Regions from separate parts of the Danio rerio genome. Here region 2 is linked to region 1. Evidence: chromatin contacts called from public HiCAR-type data. All regions are on one chromosome and are shown on one strand. The core of a region is the stretch at or near the end of the contact, and the rest is flanking DNA. Distances in the headings are between cores, read along the strand shown.

Region 1 (4,096 bases), core at 1,124-3,623:
TATTTATGGAAATATGTTTTCATTTAATAAGAAACAAAAATATTTTAAGACATTAACATTAATGATATCTAAAGAAATAGATAAATAGCTTGACGAATGCCTGGCTAATAATACGACATGTCTTAGATTATAAATACCTTTTAACACGGCAAAATTAAAATATCCTATTTAACTTAATTAATTGTATCCTCACTACCACATTTCATGTGCGGTGATAACGTGTTTACTGGTAATATTATCAAAAAAATAAAAAATACACAAAGCGCTACAGCCTAATGAAGAGGTTTTTCTCCATGCAGTTCATACTTAGCAACTGGCCTATATAAAGTTTCTTTAATTAGTTTACTCATGCTCGTGTAATATAATAGCATGTATATTAATGAGCCAATAATGGCATATGTCGTCTTGAAACACAATATTTATCGTATTGATTCAACCGTTATGTAAAAACAATCATCGATTATTTAATAGCATGTAAGAGAGGTTACTAAGTCCATCAAGAAACCTGACTGTGCTAAAATTAATAGTGATAACTATATGCAAACAACAATAGCCCATAAATGCGTTATTACTGTAGATAACTCAGTGTCGTGAGGATTTAAATGAACTTGTGAATTGTTTATTTATTTTACATGTTTTTTTTTACATGATTACACTTTTTTTTCTCACAGGTCTGTCTAAATGATGACAGGATAGCTTGTTTAAAAACGGGTGTTGTGTATCTGTATACCAGGAGGATCCAGTCTTGTAGGACATGTGAGCCCCTGTCTCTCCGCCATAAATGCTAACAATGCTGCATTGAGTCTGACCTCTAAATAATTAACAAGAAAGGAATAATTACAGAATAAAATTGTAATTATTGTTGGGCCAGAACGGAGCTTCTTGGTTGTGAAAGGAGACACGGCCAGGCAGATCTGGTTAAAGTTTCCCTTCCTATTAATATTGAATTAGGTTAAGCCGGTGGCCCCTTGGTCACAGGACACATGAGCATCGCTTGACGGATTTTTAAACTTTCCCATTTGTTTTCATCTCTGTCGTCATATAAGCTGTATTTTATCCTCAACTATTTTGGAAAAATATTTTAATACAAACGCAGCCGGCTGTACTTGTTTCAGGATACACGTTCAGTTAATGTAAAATACACTTTAGCTCGAAGCGTTTTAATGGTAATGACTTTGCTAAGAAGAAACATCCCTCTAAGGCATTTTTGGACATTATGAACTAATTGATTCAGGTAATTGTTAACATTTATATAATTAATTACCGTTTAATTAAACGTCTGTTTTGACACCTTAACGAATGACAGCAAAGTAAAATGGACGAGGGCTGGAATAATTAAAGGAGGTGGGAAATATTTGACACATTATTAGGTTAAAAAAAAACATTGGCTATCAGTTGTTTTGACCACACTTTGTACTGTGCAAACCCTCTGAGAGAGAAAGGGAGAGACTGAAACGCGTGAACAATGAAAGCTGGACAAATTGCCAAAACATTTCTGAGGGAATGACAATTTTCCACTGTCGTATTTCAAAGTGGACAGCACAACTTTGCCCGGTTCGATATTGATATCTTTACGTCAAGACTTAGTGGGGTTAACTGAAGGGCATTGATCAGGTTTTAAATAGTTAATACGGCCATATAAGGTTGCACCACTTACCTCAGTCCATTGCTCTGATATATCACTGTTTGTACACACTAGCCGCTCTCACTGGCTGGTGTGTTTAACAAATGTGCATCATTCACTGGGAGACATGTGACGTAAAATGCAATGACCACGAACTTCTAATAGCAGTTTAGACAGTGCGTGCCCCGCGGACATGCATGCCCAACACAAGGAAATATTTCATGCTAATTCGTAATGATAGTTTGTTTATCGAGTGTCACTCAAAACAGAACAGTTAAAAATTAATGCAAAACTTGTTCATCTCTGAGAAAAAAGACATGTGTATATGATATCATGAAGAGTAACAAACAAAGCATCATAATTATTGGTTGTTCATTGTACATCCTCCCTGTTTCCATGCGCAATCGTCTATGCGCAAAACCGCTTAAATTGAACTTAGATATCAACAAAGGCAGCAAAAATCATCTATCTATCTATCTATCTATCTATCTATCTATCTATCTATCTATCTATCTATCTATCTATCTATCTATCTATCTATCTATCTATCTATCTATCTATCTATCTATCTATCTATCTATCTATCTATCTATCTATCTATCTATCTATCTATCTATCTATCTGCCTGTCTGTATAAGCAGCTCAGTTGAATTCTAAACTGGCAGTACTATTTGTTTTGAAGTAGGCTAGTGGAAGCAAACGGTTAATACCAGAATCGGATTTGATCTCAGTGGGTGTGCCTTCTTATTCTTTTTGGCGTCCCCTCTCTTGAAGTAGATCGCGCACAACCTATTAAGAAGAGACACGAGCTCCGGGACTGCCATGTGGTCACTCGGCTCGCGCTCCCGTCACCACGCACGAGAGCTGAGAGGGATGGAAACTCTAAAGCTGTTTTGAAAGGGAAGACTACACAGACTCGCAGTTTTCATCCCGCACTTCACACGAACGATTTGTCCCTCTTGATTTAGGCCTGTTCATTTGAGGCGATACACAAGCTCTTCTGACGTTTCTTGATTGAAAAAGGTACGTTTCTTTTTATATTTAAAATTTGTTTGATAGGTCTATATAATAACCATGGTGTAATTTTTTTTTAATAAATGATAAATAAATCATAAATGTCTAACTTATTTTTAATATCCATTTCTCAATCCAATGTTTATGAAACAGTGGACTGTAATATTTAAAATATGCTTTATCCTTGATTACGAAAGGGATTTTATAGCATTTAAATCAGGTGATATAATTTGGCAAAATAATTAATAGCCTATATGCATATGGTTTAATGTAAACAATACGGAGACGTCTGGGAAACGAAAATATGCTTTGTACTAAATTATAAAGGCTTCCTGCGCAATGTTTTAATTATAAATGATCAGAGTTTTATTAACAGATCAAAGTCGAACAACACAGGCTGTGTAATTACACAGAAAGCGGCTTACTGCTTCTTTTCCTTGTTGATAAGCTCATTGGAGTAGCTAAAAGATTCTTCCCTTCTGCCCCTTTGCGTATTAGCGCCGTAAGAGGCCTTTAAGTAATCGCTCCGGCTTCTGAGCCGATTTGAAGACATTAAGCAATGATGCAGGCTCTCGGGTCAAAGAGTGCGAGCTTTTAAGGAAAGTCGTCAAAATATTTAACCTAAAAATGAAATATTAATTGTAGGCCTCAGTGTTAATTAGTTGGCTTTAACGTGTTAATTAAAACGTTAAATGTTATCTATATTGTGTAATACAGTGGTAAAAAGATTGTAGCCTGTTTTTAATTTGACTAAGGGTTAAAACAAACGAATAAACTTGATTACGTAGACGAATTATAGACTATTGAAATTACTGCAATTATCATATACCGATTTCTTGTTTCGTTAATTTTTTTAGATAATGTGCGCCAATATGTAATAATCAAACCAGTTTTAGCAATAATAATAGTTATTAAATATTATTATTCGTATAAATAAAGTTATTATTGCTATTTATTCCTATAAATAATAATACTGTAAAGAATATATTTATGCTGGGAGAACGCTTGTACAAATCACATCAATAATTGTAAATAATCTCTAGCATAAAATATAGGCTAGTTCTTGGATTGTAGTGTAATTTAACATCTATGTCTCCTCCACAGACTTCCAGGAATGGAGTCGATACCCAGTCAGCTTTCTACGGGACGAGATACTTGCTCTTCTCCCAGCTCGAAGCAAGAACTCCAGCCTTATTCTGGCAGCAGCTCGATGAAGCCAAATCAAGTGAGTGAGACTGCGCTGTACGGAGTGCCCATCGTCTCTTTGGTAATCGACGGCCAGGAGAGACTGTGTTTGGCGCAGATTTCCAACACTTTACTGAAGAACTACAGTTACAACGAAATTCACAACCGACGCGTGGCGCTTGGAATTACGTGTGTGCAGTGCACGCCGGTGCAGTTGGAGATCCTGAGGCGCGCGGGGGCTATGCCCATCTCCTCGCGCCGCTGTGGCATGAT
Region 2 (4,096 bases), core at 710-3,209, 100 kb before region 1:
TCGCCGTGGGTCAGACTTGGCTTCCATAGCTGTTTGTCATGACACTTCACAATCCGACCAGTAGTCTAGGGTATCAACGCTGCATTAGCTGGACTCCGAGGGCCAAAGAAACAAAACTCTGCTTTGCTGAAGGATCAATGTCTGTTGAGGCTTTTGCAATCAGCAGCCGGTGACCATGATTGAGTGAATGAGTCTCCCCTAAGATAAGGCTGTAATCAACAGCGCACTAAATGTTCTTTGTTGTACATTCAATTATGCGCTAATGACTTGTGCAAAGTGGAAATCTTTAAATACTAATGCTATTTAAATTGTATATAAGTAATGCAGTAAAGAGGTAATAAGTAATAGAGGTGAAATATGGAAGAACTAAATAATAGAGGAGGAAATATATGAAATGATCAACACCCACCGAGACTGCATATAACAATGCATTTAGATGTGAAATATTCATTTTAGGTGAAGTTATTATGTTTATCTGAGTTGAAAGAGAGTGTATTTGCACCAGTCTTTTTGATTAACCTGTTGGTGTTGATCGAGATGAATATATTCAATTTAATTCAATTCATCTTTATTTCTATAGCACTTTTACAATATAGATTGTGTCAAAGCAGCTTAGAAGTTCAAGTAAATTGAAACTGTGTCAGTCCAGTTTTTAGAGCTGAAGTTCAATTTAGTTCAGCTTAGTGTGGTTTAAATTTTAGCAGTGAACGTTAAAACAATAAAGAGCAAATCTATTGATGCGCAGCTCCACTAGTCCCAAACAAGGAACAAAACTTCACCAATTGACGAAAGTAAAGGAAAAAACCTCAAGAGAAACCAGGCTCAGGTGGGCATGACCATTTCTCCTCTGGTCAAACTTCTTGTGCAGAGCTGTAGTCTAGGCGCTGGAGGCTTAAGAATTCTGGATTTCCATCACGGAGAAGCTGCAGGTGTGAGTAGGTCACTGGCAGTGTTCAAGTTGGCCCACTGGATCAACTTGTCTGTCACTGGGGTCTTTCAGGAATCAGTCTCATTCTCTCCGCTCCTCCATGACCACCACAGAATCAGCTCAGAATACGGCCTGGTCCAGGATTATGGATAGCTTGGCATAATTTATTCACAGGTCTTGGATCCAGGCCTGGATTAAGAATTCAGAGTTCCCTGGGCACATTGTCTTGTAGGGCCCCTTACCCGGCCGCACCCCAATAGTTGAAAAAAAAAAGAATAATATAATATTTAAAAAAATTAATCTGAGTTTCATCATAAGTTTATTTAAATTTTAAATTGAGATATTTAGCTGATGCTTTTGTCCAAAGTAACTTACAATTGAGGAAGAACAAGAAGATATTTAAAAAAAAATGTTAGAAACCTGTAACCATTGACTTGCATAGTATATATTTCCTATTATGGAAGGTAATGATTACAGGCTTTCTTCAACATATTTTGTGTTCAATAAAAGAAAGAAACTCATAAAGATTTGGAATCCATCGAGGACGAGCAAATAGTGAGTAAATTTAGCTTTTTGGTGAACTAATCCTTTAAATTATGATAAAGCACATTAAGAAATAATATAAATATACCTTTTCTGTATATAATAAGTAATAAAAACATACGTTTATTGCTTTCTATCTAAACAATTAAATTATGTTTAATTATATTTCAGTTCTTGTTTGAATGTGATGTTAAAGTTAACAAAAAATCGTTAACAAAATCTAAAAATTAGTAAAGATTACAAAACGCGTTTGGGAAATAAGCACATTAATATTATCCCAGAAAGCTTGAGTAACAGAACAACCCCAAAACAAATGATTTATAGTTTCAGGAGAGCAACATAACAGCTCCAAAATATTTATCACAACTCGCAAGATTGCTTTCTGAGGCTTTTATGCGCCTCTAGTAGAGGTTCAGCTTCCGGGTAAACGTCGATATACTTCCGCGTAACTTCCTCTGTTTTACTTTCATTGTTGACAGTTTGATAACTACTGATAAAATCTAACACAGTTAACAGGCAGACAGAAAGTCTTTAGCACATCTGGAATGACATGTCGCGAGTTTATTAGACGGAATGTTCGCTGCGTCAGTCGTGTTTTAAATGCGCTCATGCTACGTTAAACTGTTAGCCTCCTAGCCAGCTCTCCAGCTGCTGTTGGTCTGAAAATCCGGTCTAAAAGCCAAGATTATGTTTGTCGGTGTGTTTTTGTTATGCTTTTACTTGTTTTGAGTAACCTGAGCAATATGGAATCTGAGGGAATCGTCATCCGGATAAAGACGCCGGTGGGGGACATGGACTCGCCAGTGGACAGTCCATCACATCTCAACTTCAATGATTTGCTGGTGAGCAGCTGCTTTAATTTAACTCACAGCCAGTTTTCATCTCATATCTTATGACTTTTTAAAGAGGGAAACCATTTGTGGAGCATGCCATTTATTAAAATGTGCTTTTTGCTATGTGTTTTCGAATAGTGGTGCTGATTGACAGCTGTCAGTCAAATGTGTGATTGCTGAGATTCCCTTTTTTGACAGGCCGCGATCAGAGATGCCATGCCTGAAGCCACAGTCACAGCATTTGAGTGTAAGTATTGCTGCTGTATTTTACTTATGTTACTCAAGTTTAAATGCAATCAGTATAGCTAATAGAGTAAAAAGAAATAGGAAAACATAACTTCATTTCTTTGCAATACTGTTGTCCTGAACTAAAGAGTTGTTCATGCAAATGAGTAAATATACAGTGCAGGATAAAAATGCTTGTGGAAATTAGCTTGTAAATAATGGAGTTCGCTTTTATTTCAGATGAGGATGAAGTTGGTGACCGAATCACAGTTCGCAGTGATGACGAGCTCAAAGCCATGCTGTCCTATGTGAGTATGTCTGAAATTTCTGTCAGACTCTTTGTTGAGACTTTTAATTGATCTGTTATGTGGTTTGACTTCTAAAGCAGTTTTAAAAAGCAGACTACCGACTATTAAAAAACTTTGCTTAGAATTGTAAACTTAACTTCACAAATAAGGAAGTTAATGCACTTGTAAAATATTCATATATTTGTAATTATAGTAGTTTCTTAATAAATCAAATATATTTTAACTTTTATGATGAATAAGTCAGTTGTTTTGGATATTGTTATTGTCAACAAGAAATTGTGCAGACATTCATTCATACATTTGCACCTTTTTTTTTAATGCAAATTTTATTATGTCAAGTCAAACTTGTCACAAAATATATGTTTTACTACGAAATCATTTAGGATATCGATAATATAGCAGCATCCATAAAAATTATGCCATCGTTTACTCGCCTTTAACTTATTTGCGTTTTTTTTGTTATGTTGAAGTCCCTTAAAAGCCTCGTTTACATTATGAATGACTTGCAACAGCAAAGCGACAAACGACCGTTCATTTTAACGGAGTGCAAGCTACTTCCAGTGACCTCTGTCTATGCGAGTGACAGTGAACGTTGGTGACCAGGTGTGCATGAGCGATGCAACAAAGTTGAGAATCCTTCAACTTTCTTGAGCGACAGCCAATAGGTGCACCATTAGAGCTCATGTGATCCTATCTCAGCTTGATTGTATTCTCTGTGCTGTAGACCTGCATAGACCTGTTTGCAGCATGTCGCCACCCAGAGCGACAGGCAACTACAAAGTAGCTACTACTGACCATCTCGGCGACCATCTGGGAAACGCCTCTCTGGCAGTATGCTCGGGCATTCTGTCTGAATGGGGAAACTCTTTCTTTCAAATAAATGAATAACTTAAATAAACGTAATTTTCCAAAATGTTTGACACGCACACACGTAGCCTGCTGTACTGTCCCACTAACACATTGATTGAATAAGTGTCACAAAGTGAACACAAAGTGGCGTGTTGAAATGACTGAAAAACACATACTGTGGTAAATACTACACAACACAAACTAAATGAAATGAAATTATAACTGCTCCAGATTAGAATCAACATACAAATCAGCCAGAAAAGTATCAGTAGCATACTTTTATTGGTAATTTTTGGAAATTGCATCCCTTCCATACCTGCCAGTTTCATGCCAGTAATATGGTTTGCTCTTTAAAATGCAGTGAGGTATTGATTGTGAGTGTGTGCATTGAAGAGCCGCGGCATACACTG

What was found. HiCAR-type assays count read pairs that join an accessible place to other places.
Region 2: a contact with region 1 is called in a HiCAR-type map of caudal fin, with 5 times the contacts expected there. The contact joins the promoter of map2k5 here to the promoter of skor1a in region 1. A contact is called at or near these places in 1 of 18 Hi-C or Micro-C datasets (fibroblasts) and 2 of 4 datasets of contacts at active chromatin or transcription factors (caudal fin and embryo).

What each region holds. Positions count from the first base shown.
Region 1 is chr7:34,023,709-34,027,804 of GRCz12tu, reverse strand. It overlaps skor1a (SKI family transcriptional corepressor 1a), which reads left to right and starts at 2,373. Exons shown (of 9, transcript NM_001130652.1): 1 at 2,373-2,647; 2 at 3,743-4,096. The coding sequence starts at 3,753.
Region 2 is chr7:34,127,651-34,131,746 of GRCz12tu, reverse strand. map2k5 (mitogen-activated protein kinase kinase 5) reads left to right here and starts at 1,959. Exons shown (of 22, transcript NM_001114317.1): 1 at 1,959-2,313; 2 at 2,503-2,551; 3 at 2,770-2,837. The coding sequence starts at 2,182.